Regions from separate parts of the Mus musculus genome. Here regions 1, 3, 4 and 5 are each linked to region 2. A link is a contact called in public ChIA-PET data. All regions are on one chromosome and are shown on one strand. The core of a region is the stretch at or near the end of the contact, and the rest is flanking DNA. Distances in the headings are between cores, read along the strand shown. Region 1 overlaps Ralgds (ral guanine nucleotide dissociation stimulator). Region 2 has its middle 28 kb from the start of Setx. Region 3 overlaps Rapgef1 (Rap guanine nucleotide exchange factor (GEF) 1). Region 4 has its middle 16 kb from the start of Ralgds. Region 5 overlaps Rapgef1 (Rap guanine nucleotide exchange factor (GEF) 1).

Region 1 (2,700 bases), core at 170-2,669, 560 kb before region 2:
TTCATCCTAGGTCCCTGGGGGCCTTGCACATTTGAGGGCCTGGGGGGGGGGGGCGGTGTTGGGAGGAGATGATCCTCTCTAAGGACACAGCCAACCATGTGGCATTCCTTTCTTGGAGCTCAGAGGCCTCCTGGATGCCTGCCCTAGGCAGGCAGGCTGGCAGACATCTTTGCTGTTTCAGCTGTTTACCAGGCCAGCTTACCCCCTCCTCTCCCTGGACTGCTTGAATATGACACTTCCTACATGGGCTGCCTACTAGAAAGGTAGCTCAAGGTAGCCTCAGGTTACATGGTCCCTGCCCTTCCAACCTCAGAGGGACCTGAGGATAGCTCCTTAGACTGGGGAGGGAAGCTCTTCTCTGTTGCTTTCTAACCAGGCCTGGGGTATCTCTGTCTTCTCTGGGTATCTGGTGCAAAGGGGCCCACACTCAGTATTGTGAGGTGGTCTGATTCATTCTGCTGTGATTGTTTGAAGGAAGCAGAGTGTATGGGCTTAGCTCCTCATGGCTGGAACAGTTCCCATCTGTGCAACAGGGTGTCGGCTCCCCAGAGGAAGACATGTATGGCTCTCAGAGCCTGTCTGCACCCCCACCCCCATCCAGCTGGCAGAATGGCCCCCCCTCGGTTGGGGGAAGGGTACAGGGATCACATGACACTCCCACAGGGCCCAGGCCAGCTGCTGGGCTGTCAGCGGAAGCCCAGGCCAAGCAAAGCCTTGCATTTGAGCCCTGCTCAGGGATGGCCACTGCTGCTCGCATCCAGCTATGGCCGCGGGTGTGCCTGGCCAGGGCACATTTCTGTCTAATGGGCATCGATAAAAACCTGTTACAAAGTAGCACTGTACTAGGGTCCCCAGGCTGAACCCCAGTGTTGTATGGCAGGAGCCTCATGTGTGACCCTGACTCTGCTGCTGATGCTGGGTACGGCCAGGCTCCTCAGGGAAGGAAGACTCTGCCAGCCCTGACTTTTAAGAACGCTGAGCCGACACAGTGGGTGTTCCAGAGCCATGGTCTCCTTTATCTTTGCTGAAAGACTTTCTAGATTTGGGTCAGGGGTTAGCTGATGACAGTGCCACTAGTGTCTGAAGGGAAGTTCCCTGCGCTGAGGAACACATGACACTCCCACAGGGTCCAGGCCAGGATTGCTTAGGGTCATGAGCCTTCTTGTTACCCACTGACTTCCAGGAATCAGGTCCCCTCTATCCCTTCTCCAGAGGGCAGGAGTAGAGAGAGCCTGAGGTGCAAGGAAGTGAATGTTTCATTTCTGCTTTAGGCTCTGAGAAGCAGTCACATGACCCCCTTCTCCATATAGGCCTCATGATTTGGGGTTCTGTGGATCCCCAGCACTGTTGCAGTACCCCACTCACTCACATGAGGAAGAACAGCCAGCTGGGAACCCCCATGTTACCCAAGAAGTCTCAGCAGCATGAATGAGCAGAAGGGGAAGGAAGTGGCCTCAGATGTGGTCAGCGTCTGCACCTGCCCTAGAGCCATGGTGCCGACTCCAGCACTGGGCTAGAAAGAGCTGCCTGCTGCTGCCTGGTCAGCCTGGAACCTCAGATGGGACAATGAAAGAAGAGTGTGGGTGACCCTGGCCTTGGGTTCTGAGGCCAGTGCCACCTGTGACCATGCTAGGGCCTTGGCATAGGGGATCTGTCATATACACCAGACAGTTTGGCTGCCTCAGCCTCCACTTACCCGTCTCTGAAATGGCTGAATAACAGTACTGTCCAGGTAGACTGTGTTGGGCTGTCCAGTACTAAGTAGGAGCAGGTTCCTGAGATGTTGACCTTAAGGTCGTGAGGAGCCAGGTGGGAAGGGGAGTCCTGGCTCTCCATTTTCTTCGCCCTGGAAGTCCAGAAGCCACCTGTCTGTGCCATGCCCCTATAGCAGACCCCTGATGGCCTGGCCTGGCTCTTGGGCCTTGTCTTTCCAGAGCTCCACGCAGGAGATTGGGGAGGAGCTGATCAACGGGGTCATCTACTCCATCTCCCTGCGCAAGGTCCAGCTACACCAAGGAGCCACTAAGGGCCAGCGCTGGCTAGGGGTAAGTGTGGAGAGGAGACCAGGAGGGTGACCCTGCCAGACTCCTTTCCAGAGTTTTCTGTTTGAGGGCCCCAGTCCCTCTTGCGACTCTGGGCTGAGCCTCCCTCCCTTCCCCAGCCCATGCACAAAGATCCTGCTGACATCCCTACCCACAGGTGAGAAGAGAAGCCATTGGCTTTGCTTCTCATTGCCCATAAGGCCATGCATATTCAAATATTTTGCTCGGTTTAAAAGCTGTCCTCACATGTCACTCCTCCCCTCCCCTGTCCTCTTCCTCCTAGTGTCAGAAATCCTCTCACAGCAGGACTGCCCTTTGCCCTCATTGAATGGAAGTTTAGGCTTTGTAAGCGGTCTGTCTTAGGATTACTTTTTTTTTTTATTTTTATTTTAAACTCTTTTTTTTCCACTTATTTGTTTATTATATGTAAGTACACTGTAGCTTTCTTCAGACACTCCAGAAGAGAGCATCAGATTTTGTTACATATGGTTGTGAGCCATGTGGTTGCTGGGATTTGAACTTCGGACTTTCGGAAGAGCAGTCGGGTGCTCTTATCCACTGAGCCATCTCACCAGGATTACTATTGCTATAAAGAAACACCATGACCAAAAGCAAGCTGGGGAGGAAAGGGTTCATTTGGCTCACATTTTGGCATCCT
Region 2 (2,700 bases), core at 133-2,632:
ATGAAAATGAAATTGGAAGGGATCAAAGGAAGAAGTGGTCCAGGAACCTATGGAGAGACCAGCTTAAAGATCACCCGGCAGCCCAGAAGCTTTGGAGACAGACCCTGCCCGTGCAGGTGCTTTTTTGCTATTGTGGGACTCTCTGGAATAAACACTCCGACACCAATTAGAATGGACGAGAGGAGATGTCACATGCCACAGTGGACCAAAGCTAGGGCAGCACCTGCAAGGCATTGATCTTGGGTACAGTTTGCAGTCTCATTTTTATAGTCTAAACCACAAGGTTGGGTGAGGTTGTGCCAGCGAGCTAGCAATCTGCATGTTGTTAAGGGCAACGACCCATTGTTTTAGCTACTTCTCCAGGTCGCTGTGTTCCGTGTACAAGCGAAGTCATGCAAGGCAAACAGACAGTACAAGCAGTGCTTTAAGTAAATCACTGAATAAATCGATGAATCTAATAATCTGTCTCTCTGTCTTTTTTTTTTTTTTTTTTTTTGGTTTTTCAAGACAGGTTTTCTCTGTGTAGCCCTGGCTGTCCTGGAACTCACTCTGTAGACCAGGTTGGCCTCGAAGGCGTGGGCCATCATTGCCCAGCTACTGCTGCTTTCTGCTTCAGTGAACTTGTCTCCTTTTTCTGGGTCTTTCCCCTTTGATCAGTTATTTTTTTTTTGTTTTGTTTTGTTTTTTTGTTTTTCGAGACAGGGTTTCTCTTTATAGCTCTGGCTGTCCTGGAGCTCACTTTATAGACCAGGCTGGCCTCGAACTCAGAAATCCGCCTACCTCTGCCTCCCTAGTGTTGGGATTAAAGGCGTGCGCCACCACGCCAGGCTGATCAGTTCTTTTTTTTTTTTTTCCAGTAATTTATTTTTTTATTCACTTTACATCCCATCACAGCACCCCCTTAGCAGTCCTTCCAAGCGCCCCACACACACACACTGCTCCCATCCCTTTTTCTCAGAGAAACGAGTTCCCTCCCTTGGGTACCACCCCACCCTGGGTTATCTAGGCCCAGCAGTTCACTGTTCACCCTTGGGAAGAAATGGACTTCTGGGTAGACAGCCCTTGGCTCTAAAGCCCTCTCTACAGGACCACTGCCTAGGTATGGTTCAACCCACAGCGGGCCAGGCCTGTTAATTACAAGGAAGATAATCAGTTCCCCACCAGCAATCCCTCGGTTGAGATTCTTTCACTGGTACTCTGCACTGTGTGTCAAATGGACAAAGCTAAGGGCCCTCCCAATATGGAGAAGGCCAACCCCTTAATTATGTCTCTAAGAAGCTAAGCTCTCCCCCACCCCCACCCCCACCCCCACACACCAAGGACTTAACTTTGCTCTGCTTCCTTTTATGCTTCAGCATTTGATGTGGGTCCTGATTTTTGGTTCTTAGTCACTGTGAGGCTCCTGCTATGCTGCCTGGGAGATGAGCTCTTGGGAGGAGACGGAGGCTGACTTAGCCTCTTCCCCAGCACCAGAACAGTGTCTAGGCTGAATGGATGAGTGAAGGGGGATCGACAGAGCCAAGTTGGTAAACAATAAACTAAATACCGACAAGAATGATACATGCCACAAAGCCTCATAGGGGCTGTCATTTACGGGCAAATGAATGCAAATTTAGGCGTCAGGATCTTTGTAAGTATTTTGAGATATTCCAAAATCAGCTGCTAGGCACTCCTAAGATGAATTTTCTTTCTTCTTTTTTCTTTCTTCCTTTCTTTTTCCACTTGTTTATTTGTTTTTCCAGGCAGGGTTTCTCTGTGTATCCCTGGCTGTCCTATCCTGCAACTCACTCTGTAGACCAGGCTGACCTCAAACTCAGAGATCTGCCTACTTCTGCCTCCGGAGGCATGCATCGCCACCACTCAGCCAAGGAAACATTCTTTTCTTTGTTTGTTTGGTTGTTTTTTTTGTTGTTGTTGTTGTTGTTGTTTTCGAGACAGGGTTTCTCTGTGTAGCCCTGGCTGTCCTGGAACTCACTCTGTGGACCAGGCTGGCCTCGAATTTAGAAATCCACCTGCCTCTGCCTCTCAAGTGCTGGGATTAAAGGAGTACGCCACCACACCCAGCCAAGAGGGACTTTCTTAATGCTATTGTTTGAAGCAGGAAGATCCACCCTAAATGTAGGCCACACCTTCTGGTGGCAGCCACATAAAAGGACAAGGAAGATGAAACTGATTTTGCCAGCTGTGTTTACTCTTGCTGGCAAGTTCATCTATGTTGCTGCAGCCAATATGAAATCCAGGGTCTTTAGGATTTCAGCATAGACTGAAGACCAGCTCTCCTGGAACCATCCTGGACTCCAGCACTGTGGACAGAACAATTAGTGATTCTCAGCTTTTCATTTGTGAGACAGCCATTGTTGAACTACTTGGACCACACCCTGTAAACCAATCTGCTGATAAATCCCCATTTGAAATATATGTGTGTGTGTGTATGTATATATGAATATATCTGGCATGCATCTGGAGTGATTGTTATATGAGATTTGATGGGGTTATTCTTTTGAAGGATTCTCAGTCTTTGCAAAACTTACTTTCCAGATGTGCCTGGCAAACCAGGAAGTCTCCTACAGCTGGCTGAGAATTGCTTAGGTAATGGTTTTTTAAGACAACCCCTAAAGCAGAAAAGAAATGTTAAAATTTGGAAATTGACTTGCTAAAAGTACATTTTGTGTAACAATAGCTTCTAGGGGTTGGGCGTGG
Region 3 (2,700 bases), core at 149-2,648, 580 kb after region 2:
AAGTGTAGTGTGTGTGTGTGTGTGTGTGTGTGTGTGTGTGTGTGTGTGTGTTGGCCTCCAGCCCTGCCACCTGCCAGTTTTACTCATAGGACTTTCTCATGCATGGCCAGAAGACACGCTGGATGTGTCTGTAGCAGCATTGTTTAGGAAAGCCAAAGCCAATAGCAACCCAGTGACCATGGTAGGCGAGCAGACAGAACAATATCACAGAGAAAAGCAAGGATGTATGTCATCTGAGTGGTTACTGTCAGGCCTATAGAGAGACTATATAGAACACTACCTTGTGTGATGATCACAAACTCTAAAGTTAAACTACACATGTGGACGCAAATTATAAAAAGAGGAATCACAATCCAGACAACCATAGGGTGACTACCTATATGACAGGAGAGTGGCTCTGGCAAACCCCACTGTGTAGCTGTTCATCCTCCTGTGGCTGTATAAAGTACAGGGAAGCAACAATACATTTCTCACTCTTAGGTATTTTTCAGTTGCTGATAGGACAGCATGACCAAGGCAACTTACAGAGAAAGCGTTTATTGGGCCTGAATAGCACAGTTAGGGATCCCGACGGCCACTTGAAACCTGATTGTTCACCCATCTTTCCAGAGAAAGCTGAGCACAGTCTAATTCTGATTTCCAGAATTGTAATGTTGGTTGTCATTACATAGCAACTCTGTTCACCATGTGACTTGCTGGTGGTTTTGTGCCCACTAACTGGCCTGAGAAGAGGGAGGTATTAATAGGTGCCTCAAACTGTCACCACAGCTTCCCAATTATGTACCTACTCAAACTGTATTCAGGACCAGGCAGGCAAAGGTAGAGTGAGTTCTGTCACCCACTTCCTGGCTTTGATGGCAGCTATCAGGAGTAGGTATCTCTGGTTCGTGGTCAGGGCCAGCCTTGCTCTCATGTTCCTCAGGGGATTTTTGTACCGTCTATATTTCTTTCCACGTTGGTTCCACCTTGGTTATGAGAGTTGGCTGCGAGTCTGGCCAGCTCCTTAACCCTGCATCTCCTTACAGACCCAGGGCAGCAGATCCCAGAGAAGAGGAAGTTGGCTCACCCAGCTGAGCCTCTGAGGAACTTGATCACCACAGTAAACCCAGACTTCCCCTTCAAGCCTGCTTGTCTCTCTTCTCTCAGCCTGTCTGGGAGCTGTGTGCTCTCTTTGGAGTCTGTTACAAAGCCAGCCAGCATCAGAAGGAATGGGATGGATGGACTAGCAGTGACTGATACAGGGCAGGTGTGCCTCTTCCTGTAAGTGAAGAGAAGAAAGTATTGGTGAGCCATCTAATTGGGAGAGTGAGCCTCGTGTCAGTGCTGGAGGATAACCTGTTGAAAGCCTGTGGGCTGTATGGAAATAAGATGTATTCAGAGTATGACTAACCCTGCACCCACTAAACTCATGCCTTGCTTCCGTGCTCAGCAGCTACCCTGTGCTGGCCAGTTGATAAATGAAGTTATACCACAGTGGACCCACTTCTAGTTAAAAATACAAATCGGAAGTGAATTTTCAGGACAGCTGACAGAAGTGTTCTGAGCATGTCTGTCATGAGCTATGATGGTCTGTGAACTAGGTGCATAAAACACACTTTCAAAAAAGACTATTTGCCTATGGAATTGGAGACATGGCTCAGTGGTTAAGAGCACTTTTTTTTGCTCTTATAGAATATTTGGGATCGATTCCCAACACTCATGTGGTAATTTACAGTAACTCCAATTCCGAGGGATCTGGTGCCCTCTTCTGACTCCCACCGTTGTGTGTGTAGTGCATATACTTAAACACAGTTGAGGCAAATCACTCACATACAAAAGATTAAATAACCTTTCAAACTTAATTGATGTGTCTGTGTGTTTATGTATCTGTGGAGAGATGGCCTAGTAGTTGAAAGTGCTTGCTGAGCAATCCCACTAACTCCAACTTCAAAGGATCCAGTGCTGTCTTCTAGTCCTTGAGCATCACACATGCACACACACACACACACACACACACAGAGAGAGAGAGAGAGAGAGAGAGAGAGAGAGAGAGAGAGAGAATTAATCTTTTTAAACTGTGTTTCATCCTCCAGCTCACAGAATATCATGTAGCCGACCACCCTCTCTCATGCATGCTCACTTATATCAGCCTACAGGCAGAGTCCTCCAACACAAGCCCATTTGCTAATAAGGCACCTTGTCTGCCGAGCGTCTCCTAGGACTTCCAGCCTCGCAGGTCACTGTAGAGCATCAGTTGCTGCCTTCCCTACCCAGTCTGCAAGACTGCACTGACCCACATTTGCCTCAGCACCGACTGTGCTCAGCATGAGAAGCGCAGTGTTTCCTGCATGCGATGTCAGTCTCCATGCGAAGGGGGTACTGTTTCAGCCTCCGTTAGAGAGTTAGAGAGGCATGTGGTAATGTGCTGCCCAAGCCCTCTGCCTCCATCCAGTCCGAGCTCTGAACCAGCTCTATTAGGACTTGCTCGCAACCTTCACGTATCACAAGGGAAGTATAAATGTGAATGAACCTGCCCTGTGCTGCTGGGGACTAGGGAGAAATGGAGGCCAGAAAATCTCACCATGCCACTTCATCTGCTCTGACTTACAAGGGCCAGGTGGACTTCCTTCCAGCTAGTGTTACCTCTGCCCTGGACAGCAAGGGCTTCCTGTTGCTCTGTGGTACCTAGCCTGAGGCAGGGTTTGGTTTGCCTGCGTGAGT
Region 4 (2,700 bases), core at 175-2,674, 580 kb before region 2:
GGCCTTTAGCCTCCTGAGATCGAAGGGCCAGGGATATGGAAACACAGAGGTTGGTTGTCCTGGCACCAGGGTGGCCATGAGCAGCAGGAAGCATCTTCTTCCTCACCTGCTATTGCCTTCATTGCTGTCACCCCACCCCACCCCACCCCCCATCTGCACACCTGCTGCTGTCTCTTGACTTTTTCCTCTTCCATTTTCAGGTATGTGTGTTATACATATATGTGTATATATGTTGTGCATGAGTTTTGGTTCATTTGTTTTGAGACTGGGTCTCTACATAGCACTAGCTATCCTGGAACTCACTGTGTAGACCCCAGAACTCACAGACATCCTCTTCCGAGTGCTGGGAACTCCAACACACTGGGCGTAGATGCATGTGTTGGCACATGCATATGGTAGGTGCTGTGATCATTGAGGGAGGCAGGGTCTCAACTAATAGGGCTGGGCTTGCTGGCCAGCTTGCTCTGGAGATTCCGTCTCTATCCTTTGAGGCTAGATTTATATCTGTCTGGATAGCCACAGCCATCAGGCATTTGCCTGAGTCGTGGAGGTCCTGGCCCTGTAACCTCTGAGCCATTTCCCCAGCTTCTGACTTTTACGGTTGTCTGAACTTGGTGAAGTAGCAGAGCTGGAGAGCCATTCATCCATGTGCTTGTGCATCTCATAGGTCAGCCACACGAGAGAAAGCAGGAAGAGCAGTGCAGAAAGCTGACAGGGAGCGAGACAAGAGTCAGCGAGGTAGGCATGACGGTGACAAAAAGGTGACAGGCCTGGTACGTTGTGTTAGTGTCCTGTGGCTGCTCTAGCAGAATGCCATATACTGGATGACCCTGTGCAACAGAAATCTCTCGTGGTTCTAGAGGACAGAAGCCTAAAAGCAAGGCATCAACACCACTGAACCACAGCTTCTGGCATGGCTGTAGTCCTTAGCTTTAAATCCCCCTAAACGTGTCTGTAGTCCTCTGCCTCCACACAGCTGCCTCTGTGTGTCTGTGTCTCTGTGTGTCTGTGTCTGGTTGTCTCCATTACTGTAAGGACATCGTGTGTGTGTGTGTGTGTGTGTGTGTGTGTGTGTGTGTGTGTGTGTGTGTGAGAGAGAGAGAGAGAGAGAGAGAGAGAGAGAGTGTGTGAGAGTGAGAGAGTGAGCCCTGACCTGACCCCATCCCAGTCTAGCCTTGTGTTGCCTGGATCTGCAGGACCCAAGGGCTTTTGGAAGGACACAGCTGAGCCTGTGAGGAGGGTTATAGGGAAGGCCAGGTTCCTTAGGATCTGGCAGAATTTCACCTGTGTAGGAAGGCTTGAAGGCCACCAATGGTAGCACCAGCAGGTGGCGCTGTAACCTCTGGTGTGGAAGTTCAGTACTGCACTGCCCTGTCCCGAGTTTCCACAAAAGCTCATCTGGTTGCCAGGAGACAAAGCAAACTGTAAACAGGTCAGGAGTCATCCTTGGTGACACACACTGAAGGAAATCAGAATGAGAGCAGGCGAGCAGCAGGGTGTTGCTGGTAACCACTGAGGAGACCTCAGCTTCTCCCCCACCCCCTCTCCCCAACACACACACCTTGGGGCCTGGACTTTGCCTCCCTCTGGCTCGTCACCAGTAAGTTGCCTTGGCCTACTGCAGTTTCCAGACAGCTCCCCTACCTATTACCACAGGCCACAAGAAGTAGTTTTAGGGAAAGGTGAGCTGCTTATACAACACATGGCTGGCAGGGACCTTAGCCTTAGCCTGTCCCAGAGGAGGCATGTCTACCCAGCATGGCCTGCTGCCAACACTGGTTGGCTGGGCATGGGGACAACCCCTGGTTGGGTAATGGCAAGCCCCAGGTGACACTCCTTTACAGACAAGCCAGGGAGGGGCCAGGCACCAGGGCTAGGGCGGAGAATGCCTTCCAGTTATACTGGGCTTCTAGTGGTCAGAGCCCTGTCAAGGCAGGAAGAGCCTGAGTTGGTGGTTAGCAGGAATGGAGATGCAAACCAAGCTAGACAGATTTTTTTCATCCCCCTGACTCTAATGAGGGCCTCAACTCTGCTTTCTGTGTTGGGTCTTGAACCTCAAGAGAATCCTCTCTTAGAGGGTCACGGGGTGGTGCACGACTGCAATCCCAGCTGAGGCAGGAGAATTATGAGTTCAAGGTCATCCTGAGGTACACTGTGAGACCTGAATCCCCTACACACACACCCCCAAACTGAGTCTTAGAGGCATAGTACTTTCTTGGATAGGTGGCTTCCTTGTAGGCAAAGGTAGGTTTGGGGAGCCTCCAGGGCCCCTTACAGGTAGCTGAGACAGCCTGAGGAGGTAGAGATGGGAAGGAATGTGGCATCTCCATAAAAATGACAAGTCCCAGAAGAAGGGAGAGTTCCCATGGCAACCTAGTACAGTTGCTTAGCAACCATAGTCCCCCAAAATACCTGCAGGAAGACTCCCGGCTAGGGGCTTTCCCACCGCCTGTGTGTGGCTCTTAGCTCTGAGTGGTTACCTCCTGTGGTTGATCCACCCACACCTCCATATAGGGCCTAGCAGCCCACAGCCCCAGGATCCTTACTGAGAGAAACCCCAGTCTACTCCCTCTTCCTATTACCCCAAGCTGCAGCTGCCTACCATCAGGCCAGTCCCTTAGCAACCAATGCCATTTTCTAGATATCCGAGTGACAATTGGACAGTGGTAGAATGTCAGAAAGATTCAGAATCAGCTGTAC
Region 5 (2,700 bases), core at 35-2,534, 550 kb after region 2:
AGAGACCATCCAGGGCTGGCAGCAGCAGTGAGATGAAGCTGCGGCTTACAGTGTTCTGCTTTGCTTTGGACTTTTCTTGGTTGCTTTGGTTTGTTTAAGGATGCACATTTATTGCCATTACCTTTTATTTTCTATCTTCCAAAGAGTATTGATGATTAAAATTTTTTCTCCTGTTGAAGATGTAGAATGAGTCAAAGAGTCCCTACATTGTTAATGCTGGGCCAACTGCTGGGTCTGGAGATGTGGAGGGGCAAACAACCCAAATGGTCCTTTTCCTAACTGCTTCTAAGTGATGAGACACCAGCTCTGCACCGCAGATAAACAGAGCAAGGTGTGGTTATATGTATAATAACCATACAGTAATCCATACAGAATGCTGAGGCAGGAGGGTCTTGAGAAGGCCAACCTGGGCAACATAATGAGACCTGGCCTATAAATAAATGCATCATAATAAATGGTCAAGGTGCTCTTAATTAGCCAACTCATGTAGTACCTCAGAATGTGACTAAATGTGATGGATGAGGAAGGGTCAGAGCGAGGGTGAAAGCCATGTGTGGTAATATCACAAGAAGGTTCAGGATGAGAGGAAACCTTTTAAAACAGAAGGTTACATAGGATACTTTAGAAATCACATGCCTTAGACCAGGAGGGTAAAATAATCTAAAATAATTATCTAATTTTAACAATGGAAGAACCAGGTGGGATGTGAAGTCTTATAGCTTGTATCTTTTGTTACTAATGTTATAACAGGGTTGGGACAATGTATGCAGTACTAATAGGAAACAGTACATTGTATATCATATGCTTCATATTTAACATGATATATGTGTAAATGTTCTATAACATATAAAACAGTTTACATGGAGAGTGTGAATGTCTATAAAATACAATGTATAGCATATGTCACATGTACCATATGTAACACAGCACTGTAGCATGTGTAGCAGTGACCAGTAACAGCTGGGATATGGTATTAGGCAATGCCAGTGGCTTCCTGTGTGCCAGGTGTGGTACCAAAGGATTGACATTCGAGATGGGTTCTTTTTGTACACAGTTGGCGTGTAACTCCAGCCTTCTATAAGTTGGATCTTTTATTCAGCAGGGATCAGTTATAGGGGATGGAAACTGTAAGTGTGAAGGGGTTTTTCTCATGAGAAGTGTGGGTGTTACTTTGGGTGTGGGTAAGAAAAGGGAAGGAAACTTGGCTCTGTCATCAGATAGCTCCAAATTTAGAACAATGTCTGTCCTGAGCCACTGGCTGTAGAGTGTGTTTCACCCTGGGAACGTGCGTAAAATACATTTCCGGATTTCAAGATTCCTTTTCCAGCTGTGTAGAGGCTGTTGCCCTAATCTGCTGTGATTGCAGTGGCCATCAGCCACCCAAGATCGACAGTTACTTTCCAGGGATTGCTTGTAAGACTTTTAGGAACCCTGAAGACCATAGACAAAAGCTGAGAGGTTTGTCCTATAGTTCATCTGTGTTAGGGATCTGAAAACATAAAGGACCAGGTAGGTAGGATTTTAGAATAAGAAACAAAATTCAGACCATTATGTAGGTGTTTACATAAACATTTAGAAATATGAAAACCCTTCCCTGTTTGCAGGCTGCTGTTGGAATTCTGGATGACAGACCGTTTACTAACCCCTAACCTCTAGAGTCTCTCGGGTTGGATGTTTTCTGTGGTCATTGCTCCTCTGGGAGTCAGCAGCATGCCCCACCCTCACTCACACAGGAAACAGAAGAATCTTGTCATTTCCAGGCCACAGGGGAAACCCACGCAGGGCCCACCTACAGTGCCTACCACTGTGATTAGAATGGGGCCACCTGAGCCCACGTGCCAAGCTTTCATTGTCAGGGAGGAGAGATAGAGGAGGGAAGGCTCTGGAATCTTATCCAGACTACAGGCTTTGGTGTTTTCTTTGCCATTGAACAGGCTGAGGCACTAAGTTTAATGGAACCATGCTCCCTGCAAATGTTCTAGCCAAAGTAAAGTGTTTTCAGTGGGAGAAAAGTCTGTTTCATCATTCCCGTTACAAACTGATGTTTAGCCGTCGAATGTGTGACACAGGCACTGTTCTAGGCTCAGGGCATGAATTGTGAAAACACAAATCACTGCTGCCCCCTGGAGTCTACAAGTTTGTACACAAACTAGTGCTAGGTTGTCTCTTGGGAGGTAGGTCCTGTACTGGCATTGAAGCGCGGAGGACGGCCAGTGCTTAGGGATTCCTAGTTTTTTGTTTTTTTTTTTAAAGATTTATTTATTTATTATATGTAAGTACACTGTAGCTGTCTTCAGTCACTCCAAAAGAGGGCACCAGATCTCGTTAGGATGGTTGTGAGCCACCATGTGGTTGCTGGGATTTGAACTCTGGACCTTCGGAAGAGCAGTCGGGTGCTCTTACCCACTGAGCCATCTCACCAGCCCCAATTCCTAGTTTTATATAGGAGGAAGACGATTGTTTTTTAAAAGTTTTCTCCTTCCAGCCCCTGCTCCCGTAATGATGACTCTGAGACTAATTATTTATTAATAAATGCCTAGGCCATAAGCTTTGGCTTCTTCCCTGACCAGCTTGTAAGTTATTTAACCCATTCAAACTAGTCTGAATCTTCCACATTGGCTGGCACTTCTCCTCAGCTTCATGCTACTGACCTCTGTGCTCCCCAGACGAGTCTTCTCTTCAGTCTGCCCTCATTCTGCT

What was found. ChIA-PET counts read pairs in DNA pulled down with a chosen protein or histone mark.
Region 1: an RNA polymerase II ChIA-PET map of memory CD8 T cells shows a contact between it and region 2, with 9 read pairs. The contact joins two enhancer-like sites. A contact is called at or near these places in 2 of 115 datasets of contacts at active chromatin or transcription factors (memory CD8 T cells and pancreatic cancer cells).
Region 3: an RNA polymerase II ChIA-PET map of memory CD8 T cells shows a contact between it and region 2, with 5 read pairs. The contact joins two enhancer-like sites. A contact is called at or near these places in 1 of 484 Hi-C or Micro-C datasets (CD4 T cells) and 1 of 115 datasets of contacts at active chromatin or transcription factors (memory CD8 T cells).
Region 4: a contact with region 2 is called in an RNA polymerase II ChIA-PET map of memory CD8 T cells, with 11 read pairs. The contact joins two enhancer-like sites. A contact is called at or near these places in 3 of 115 datasets of contacts at active chromatin or transcription factors (bone marrow-derived macrophages, memory CD8 T cells and pancreatic cancer cells).
Region 5: an RNA polymerase II ChIA-PET map of memory CD8 T cells shows a contact between it and region 2, with 8 read pairs. The contact joins two enhancer-like sites. A contact is called at or near these places in 4 of 115 datasets of contacts at active chromatin or transcription factors (embryonic stem cells, large pre-B cells and memory CD8 T cells).

What each region holds. Positions count from the first base shown.
Region 1 is chr2:28,538,777-28,541,476 of GRCm38.p6, forward strand. Ralgds (ral guanine nucleotide dissociation stimulator) reads left to right here. Exons shown (of 18, transcript NM_001145835.1): 2 at 1,935-2,045. Among named protein-coding and RNA genes, the nearest start is that of Ralgds, 6.7 kb to the left of the region's middle. Within about 2 kb of position 1,420, at least 194 of the 459 cell types and tissues checked have an H3K27ac peak or open chromatin away from gene starts, as enhancers often do. A contact at or near this core is called in memory CD8 T cells, where this site is marked.
Region 2 is chr2:29,095,544-29,098,243 of GRCm38.p6, forward strand. No RefSeq gene overlaps it. Among named protein-coding and RNA genes, the nearest start is that of Setx, 28 kb to the right of the region's middle. Within about 2 kb of position 1,383, at least 32 of the 459 cell types and tissues checked have an H3K27ac peak or open chromatin away from gene starts, as enhancers often do. A contact at or near this core is called in memory CD8 T cells, where this site is marked.
Region 3 is chr2:29,671,978-29,674,677 of GRCm38.p6, forward strand. All of the region lies in intron 1 of Rapgef1 (Rap guanine nucleotide exchange factor (GEF) 1), which reads left to right. Among named protein-coding and RNA genes, the nearest start is that of Rapgef1, 54 kb to the left of the region's middle. Within about 2 kb of position 1,399, at least 122 of the 459 cell types and tissues checked have an H3K27ac peak or open chromatin away from gene starts, as enhancers often do. A contact at or near this core is called in memory CD8 T cells, where this site is marked.
Region 4 is chr2:28,516,012-28,518,711 of GRCm38.p6, forward strand. It overlaps a transcript of Ralgds not described here. Among named protein-coding and RNA genes, the nearest start is that of Ralgds, 16 kb to the right of the region's middle. Within about 2 kb of position 1,425, at least 225 of the 459 cell types and tissues checked have an H3K27ac peak or open chromatin away from gene starts, as enhancers often do. A contact at or near this core is called in memory CD8 T cells, where this site is marked.
Region 5 is chr2:29,648,182-29,650,881 of GRCm38.p6, forward strand. All of the region lies in intron 1 of Rapgef1 (Rap guanine nucleotide exchange factor (GEF) 1), which reads left to right. Among named protein-coding and RNA genes, the nearest start is that of Rapgef1, 30 kb to the left of the region's middle. Within about 2 kb of position 1,285, at least 114 of the 459 cell types and tissues checked have an H3K27ac peak or open chromatin away from gene starts, as enhancers often do. A contact at or near this core is called in memory CD8 T cells, where this site is marked.